2 separate regions of the Mus musculus genome follow, and region 1 is linked to region 2. A link is a contact called in public HiChIP or PLAC-seq data. All regions are on one chromosome and are shown on one strand. The core of a region is the stretch at or near the end of the contact, and the rest is flanking DNA. Distances in the headings are between cores, read along the strand shown.

Region 1 (3,922 bases), core at 27-2,526, 410 kb after region 2:
AGAGACACTTGAAAGTGAAAAACTCAAGTCTATGACTCTGGCTCTTGGATATGTGCAGACTAATAGAACCAAAGTTTCTGTGCTGAATTGGAAGGCAGATCTTGACAGATCATGAGAATATAATGAAAGTCATCCTTTATGTTCATGAACTATAAAGCTTACATTTTCTATAGCAGAAAATGATACAGGAATGACTCTCCATTTCTATCTATGGAGATTATTAGAAAGAATGATCAGAAAGGATTTGATTAAGTAATCCACACTCTCACTTCCATTTACTCATGCCTATTATTTGGTGGGTCGGGTTGGCACTCTCAGGAATCAGGCATCTTATATCTTGTTCTGTGCATTTGACACATTCAGTTTTTTATTCAGGCCATTGAGTGGGTTTCAAAGAATGTTCAAATGAGATGATTTTTGCCAAAAGTCAGGGGACCAACATTCCATTAAGAAAACATGAACAAGCTGAGAAAATGTACAAAAAACTTACAACTCATTACTCTGCTCTATTTGTCTAAAAATTTAAGGTGAGTGAAATGTTTTAGCACATAGATGCTTTAAAATATGTACTAGTCAAATCAACAAGAAAAAATTTGGTAAGCTCAATGGATGTGGAAAAATTATTTGATAAAATTGAACAGATAATCATAATTTTAAAAGGCAAAAAATAAAAATATCATATTATATACCTTCCCCAAAGCAGAGGAAGTATAGTGAAGGATGAGACCATTGAAACTTCCATGCTTCCCTTCCTAACTAAAAGTGTAGATTCCATCATGTCCACTTAGATGGACAAATCTAAGGAGATCCTTGGGTCTCTATGATCAGTGGAGGCTTGTTCTGTTGATAAAAGCAAATGAGTGCTACATGCTCAGTGCCTCAAGCCAGTGTTAAGATCAGCACAGGCAATCCACCCCCACCCCAAGACACTCTTCTGTCTTTCCTCCCCTCTCTAGCTCCACATCTAGCTCTCTTGCTCTCATATCAGGAGTCATCCTATTTTTAATTTCATGTTCTCAGGAAAGGATAGATTCAGACTGTTGGGGCCGGCCTGCTGCTCTCATGTCCAGGTTCGAGCCTGGAAGGCATCTTGGAACTGGAAGAAAAGAGGGGATCTAGGCGGTTTGAGAAATAATGGAACCAAGACAACTAGTCTGCTCAAGATTCAATTTTTAATGTCGGACACACTTTATAAAGGAGAGGGGAGAGCCCATTCTAGCCAAGTCATCCTTGGAGCCCAGCTGCAGGTGACCACATGTAGGCTCTGGAACAGCTAGGCCAACTCCCAGCAGGTAGCAGCAGCGGCAATGGCAGAACAATAAAGTGATCCTGGGAGGCAGGCTCCACCCTAGGTAATCTCCTTAGTGACAACAAAGTCAAGGTCTGGCTCAGCCTGCTTCAGGCTGTGGGGGGAGGTTACATCAGACAGCCCCACTTGTGGGTGGGAAAGGCAGGAACAAACAACAGTCACAAACTAAATGAAAAACTAAAATACAAACCTTTTAGCAAAATTAAGGAACTTTGCTTTTAAAGTAGAAGTATATTTTTTTAAAAATTATCTTATGAAGTAGCTTAAGAGATGGCTTATGGTAGTGCTTTTCAACCTGTGGGTAGCAACTGATTTATGAGAGGAGCAAAATTGCAGTTATGGAAGTAGCAACAAAATAATTTTATGGTTTGGGATTACTACAACATGACGAACTGTATTAAAGGATCAGAGCATTAGGAATGCTGAGAACCACTGCCTTAGAGATGAACAATTGGTCTACTCTTCCACAGTGTCTACATTCTGTTCACAGCAACCACTCAGCACAGCTCATAACTCATAGAACCCAAGATCAGTGGGTCTGCTGCCCTCCTCTGGGAACCTTGGCCACTTGCCCTCACACAGAATCACTAATATATGTAAATCTTTTAAAAAATGATTTAGAAAAGCTTTGGGCACTGAAAATGTAGCAAAGTGATAGCATACCTGCCTGGAATGCACAAGGCCCTGGGGTCTAACCTCAGATACTACAGAAATAGAAAAAGGTTCTTTTTAGGACAGCCACTTTCTCAGTTGTGTGGAACACTGAACCTGGCCCCTATCTGATGTAGCGTCAGTGCCTGGGTACCAAGAAAGTTAAATCACAGAGGAGGAAAAGTCTCTCAGGAAAAGACTGACCACAGGTGCTCTGTCTTTGTTTCAGGCAGTTATGATGTACTCTGTTCTCTTCTTCCAGCTTTAAGAAGGAGGACTAGGTCAGGTGGTCCCTGAGCATTTCTTGACAGGAATTATAGAAGAGAAAATCAGCTTACTATCCACAAAGGACTATGGTTACAGAGCTATGAACACTGCAGGCAAAGCTTGCAACTAACATGCTAGCAAGGTAAGAACTGACTCTTCCTTGGGTTGACACACCTGCTTTATGGATTTGCTTTAAGACTTACATGTCTACACTCAATGGGCATTATGCAGGCTCCTTAACCTCTGTAAATTCTTTCCTCTAAATGACCTAGATGCTTGAGCATTAACTAGACTTAGACTCTCTTTGGATTGAAAATTCAGTGAAACCCGGCCTTCCTTGGCTATTCGTGGAATAAGTGAGTATGTGATTTTAAAATTGTGCTTGGAGTTAATTATATATAACAAGTTTTAACTCAGCTAACTTGTGTGCTCACATTTCTTACTGGTGAAACAGATAGGAAGATGGTATCGCTCATAGTTCCTGGTTCTGGAATAGAAGATAATGAAGTTAAATATTTCTGGGGCCATTAAGCACTCATAAGTGGGAATTTCATTGGTATTTTTCATCTTGTGGGTGTTTTTCTGTGCTTAGTTATTGAAGAGCTTCCTTCTTGGTATTTATGGATTCTTTCCTAAATTAGGTGAGTTCGACCCATAGGAAAAAAAATTAAAATGATCACAGATTACAGTGGTCTAGACATAGCACATGTTCATTTACTTTTCATTTAATTTTCCCAAGTTGTTTAGTATTATGTGACACTTTCTGGGGAGATATGAGCAAGAGCCTACTAGCCCCAGAAAGAGCATCAAAGACAGATCAAAAACAAACAAACTCTTACAGCAATATCAGGTATGATTAACTAGTGAGTTTTTATTGGAGTTACTTAGAGAAACATAGTAAGGCTTCAGTTACAGGTGCATGGAAGACGCAGAGGCAGCACTGCTTCACCAGGAAGTCCATCCCAGCATGGATCCTGCCTCATCAAAGATCCTCTGCTCAATAGATACTCCCACAGCTTGCAGGGAGATCAGCCAGTGCAAGATGCCTTTCTCTCTGGCAATTGTATACTTAACTGCTTTTGTAACTGTGGCAAGGGTCTTTGTGAAGCTTTAATTTTCAAGGAGCCTCTTGAACCCTCTGAATTTCATGTAATTCGTGTTTCATGTAAACTTCCCTCCTCCCTTTCAGGAGGGAACATATCAATTTGGAGGAAACAGCTACTCAGCAATTAGAAAAGTGCTAGAAAAGTGTGTTGCATCTATCCATACATGGTGTTCAGAAAGCTAAAGATGAATTCCCCAGGCCAAGGCCATTAAATGGATTCCAGACCTAGTATCATTAACACAGTAGACAGGAAGGGAACATACAGCAGAGAGGGGGAGAGGGGACACGGGAAACAACATTTCCCCTTTTTCCCAGGGTCTTGAATCCTCTTCAAGCAAGCAGATTTGATTGTGTGTTCCTGACACAATTCTTTGGAAAGGCAAACAGGGAGATTGGAAATAAATGTCACACAGTTCAAAAAAATCCAGACTGGATAAATTTCCTTTAATATGATGCTAGATCCTTTACCTGTTCTTTGTAATAAGTTTCACCCAAGTTCTACACTGAAATACATTACCAAACAAGTTTTTTTTGTCCTTTGTATGTTTGTTTGTTTCTAAAATACACTCTGCTATATTGCTCCTCATTTT
Region 2 (3,529 bases), core at 875-3,374:
GGCACACAAGTTCCTCACCAGTTACTACTGCCATGTTCTTTTGCTTCACAGCAAAGCTTCTTCAGGATCTGAAGACATTTCCTACAGCCCTGTTTTTATACTCTGTATCTTCATAGCTCCCTACATTGAAGCATAGATCACCTTAATGCCTGTAAACCTGCTCTTGAAATGGATTTTAATACTGTGCTACAGAATCAGATGTCACTTCTCTGGTTCTCCTGTTCAAACTCAGCTGCACTTTTACAATTGGCCCACATCTTTCTCTGGAAAACCTGTCATCTCAGTACATGGAGCTTCCACATTTCAACATCTTGCAAGCTGACACTGTAAATATGTGCTGTCCAGTCTTTTCTTTCTTCGTTACTCCTCAGAGTTATTTACTTTCTCTCTTTCTTTTTGTTTTTCCTTTTACTTTAATTTATGTAATTTCATCCCAAATACTGTTCCCCTCCTAGTTCCCTCTCAGAGCGTTCCTCCCTCATTTCCCATTCCCTTGCCTCTGAGACAGTACACACTGCATCTCCCCACCCTGATCCAATGAATCACTGCAAGATTAGGTGCATCCTCTCCCACTGAGATGGGGCAAGGCAGCCATCTCTATGCTCTTTGGTTGATAGGTAGCTCAGCCTCTGGGAGTTCCCAGGGAAGTAGGTTAGTTGACATTTGGTTCTCCTGTGTGATTGCCATCACCTTCAGAGCCTTCAATCCTTCCCCTAACTCTTCCATAGGGGTCCCTGACCTCTGTCCAAAGATTGATTGTTTGCATCTGACTCAGTCAGTTACTGTGTAGAGTCTCTCAGAGGACAGCTATGCTAGGCTCCTGTCTGCAATCCCAACATGCTATCACTAATAATATTAGGAATTAGTTCTTGCTCATGGTATGGGTCTCAAGTTGGGTCAGTCACCGGTTGGCTATTCCTTCAGTCTTTGCTCCATCTTTTCCCCTGCATTTTATTTAGACAGGAACAATTTGGGGTCAAAAGTTTTGTATCCCCTTTCCTCCACTGGAGGTCCTGTCTAACTACTGGAGGTAGTCTCTTCAGGTTCCATATCTCCACTGTTGGATATTTCAATTAAGGTCACCCCCATTGACTCCTGGGAGCCTCCCCCATCTCAGGTGTCTGGGATGTCCAGAGATCTGCATCACTGATAGCAACATCTTTCCATTCATTCTCCTAGGCCTCTTTGCCTCTCTCCTAACTCCACTCATAACTGATCCTATTGCACTATTCCCCTCCTCCTCTCCTTTCCCACCCAGTTACCTCTTTCCATCTGCCGCCTCCTATGATCATTTTGTTCCCCCTTCTAAGTGGGATTCAAGCATCCTTACTTTGGCCTTCCTTCTTATTTAGCTTCTTTGGCTCTGTAGGGTGTGTCATGGGTATTCTGTATTTTTGGATAATAACCACTTATCAATGAGTACATATCATGCATGTAATTACTCCATGGCTGATTCCCCCCAGCATATATATTGCCAGGAATGGGATGTTTCTCTTTGTTCTTGAGAAAAGCTAGCTTCTCCAGAAAAATACATTATGCATAATTGTTCAATGCTTTGTTGAATGAAGATAGTTATGTTTCTATTTTTATTTTGAACGTATTTTAAATTAAAATAAAACATTACTTTTCTCCCTTACATTTCTGTCTTCCAACCCTTCTCCCATTCCCCAGTTGTTTTTTTTTTTAATTAATGGTCTCTTTCTTTTATTTTTATTAATACATTTTCTCTCTCTTCTCTCTCTCTCTCTCTCTCTCTCTCACACACACACACACACAGACACACACAGACACACAGACACACACACACACACACACACACACACACACACACATGTTGGAAACCGACCTGCAGCTCACAAGAAACGGGATTTCACCTGGGAGGCAACCCGGAGATGAAAAGAGAGGGGAACTAGGCAGACAAGAGAGAAATGGAGCCAAGACAAACTTCCTGATCAAGGATCAAATGTTTAATGGTGAATGCGCTTATAAAGGAGAGGGGAAGCCCATTCCTGCAAACTCATCCTTGGAGCCCAGCTGCATGTGACCACATGCAGGATAGGGTGTAGTGTCAGGAATAGTTCAGCAGCCTCCCAGCAGGTAGCACTATCTTGAAGAGAAACAGTGACAGTGGCTGAACAATAGAGTGATCTAGAAAGGCAGGCTCCACCCTAGGTAATCTCCTTAGTGGCAGCCAAGTCAAGGTCTTCAGGCTTGGGGGAGGTTACAATTTCTTCCCTGTTATTAATATTTAAAAAAAAGCTGGACTGAGGCATAAAACTTATTTAAACTCTACAGTTCTGCCTGATTTCTTTGGGCCTAGTGAAGAAAACACTCTCAGTGGGATTCCCTAACTTTTCTCATGGTAAACCCACCTATTCGCTAGGCCATTGTGTTTGGGTAAGACTGGTTACTGCCTCAAATAAACACTCTGCAGAATAGCCTGAGCTATTCCAGCTTGGTCCTTTGTAATGCTTAATTAGTTACTGAATAGGTAACTTCCTTACTGAATTCCTACTGAATTCTAAGTTTGTCCACTTCAAGGTCTTTCTAGGATGTTGGAACGCTGGCAAAGGCTTAGCTATGTCAGAATTCAATCTTAAAAGGCACTTATAATAAGATGATACTAAAAGAGAGCACATGGATCCATACACCAGACTAACGAGGGGAAAGGGTATGAGTATGAGAACGCCAAAGTTCCAGGAGGTGAGTTTCCGTGAAACTCTGCCTCGTGAGTGCTCCCAGGCCTCTAGGCCTGCCAAGCAAACTTCACTGGAGTGTGCATGGCACTCTCCCCCTTTCTTATATTTCTGCCAAAGTTCCAGAATGTCCCGCCTTGTCGTAGCTACAGATCTCAGGAGTGCTCTAAAGATGAGTGGAAACATGATTTACTAATAAAATAGTGCCATAATAATAGCAAGTAGGAATATATATTAAACTCAATCTAAGGGATTCAATGCACTTAGGTTATTTTTTTAAATCTCTGGCCAATTCATCAATGTTCCAAGTGTCCAAGTGACTATTGCTAATATCTGAAATTTCTGCCTTTCTAGCCTTAATATATGCTATGTCCTGCCCTATTGTTAAGACTACTACTTCTAAGACATTAACCTTTGTCTCCAATTATTTTCATGGCTCTCTGGTGTATTATTAATAAACCTAGGCCTCTTGGCATGCACCTCTGTCTAGATTGATATGATTCTGAGATCTGGGTGCCCATCTTAGACTGTCCGGCCCTCATAGCAAACCTTATTCCCAAATCAGACCAAAAGCCACAATATGTACTTAAAATGCTTCTTCAGTGAAGATTAATAACTGCCACCTGTGCTGTTGGAGGCAAGGATGCACACCTGCTGCAGTCAGGTTGAAGGGCATTGACTGACCTGCTTGAAAAACAAAGTTGAGACAGTGAAAAGCAACAGTACAAAGGCTTCTTTGGGGAAGTCCAGGGACTCCCTTCAATTGCAAAATAGCAAAGATCAAGATTAGACTTAGAGCTCCCAGTGTGGGAGAGGTGGCTTTGAGAATTGCA

What was found. HiChIP or PLAC-seq counts read pairs in DNA pulled down with a chosen protein or histone mark.
Region 1: a contact with region 2 is called in an H3K27ac HiChIP or PLAC-seq map of embryonic stem cells, with 4 times the contacts expected there. The contact joins two enhancer-like sites. A contact is called at or near these places in 2 of 484 Hi-C or Micro-C datasets (the G1E-ER4 cell line and embryonic stem cells) and 6 of 115 datasets of contacts at active chromatin or transcription factors (all in embryonic stem cells).

Annotation. Positions count from the first base shown.
Region 1 is chr11:13,416,740-13,420,661 of GRCm38.p6, forward strand. No RefSeq gene overlaps it. Among named protein-coding and RNA genes, the nearest start is that of Gm30770, 540 kb to the right of the region's middle. Within about 2 kb of position 1,277, at least 9 of the 459 cell types and tissues checked have an H3K27ac peak or open chromatin away from gene starts, as enhancers often do. A contact at or near this core is called in embryonic stem cells, where this site is marked.
Region 2 is chr11:13,003,312-13,006,840 of GRCm38.p6, forward strand. No RefSeq gene overlaps it. Among named protein-coding and RNA genes, the nearest start is that of Gm22789, 310 kb to the left of the region's middle. Within about 2 kb of position 2,125, at least 14 of the 459 cell types and tissues checked have an H3K27ac peak or open chromatin away from gene starts, as enhancers often do. A contact at or near this core is called in embryonic stem cells, where this site is marked.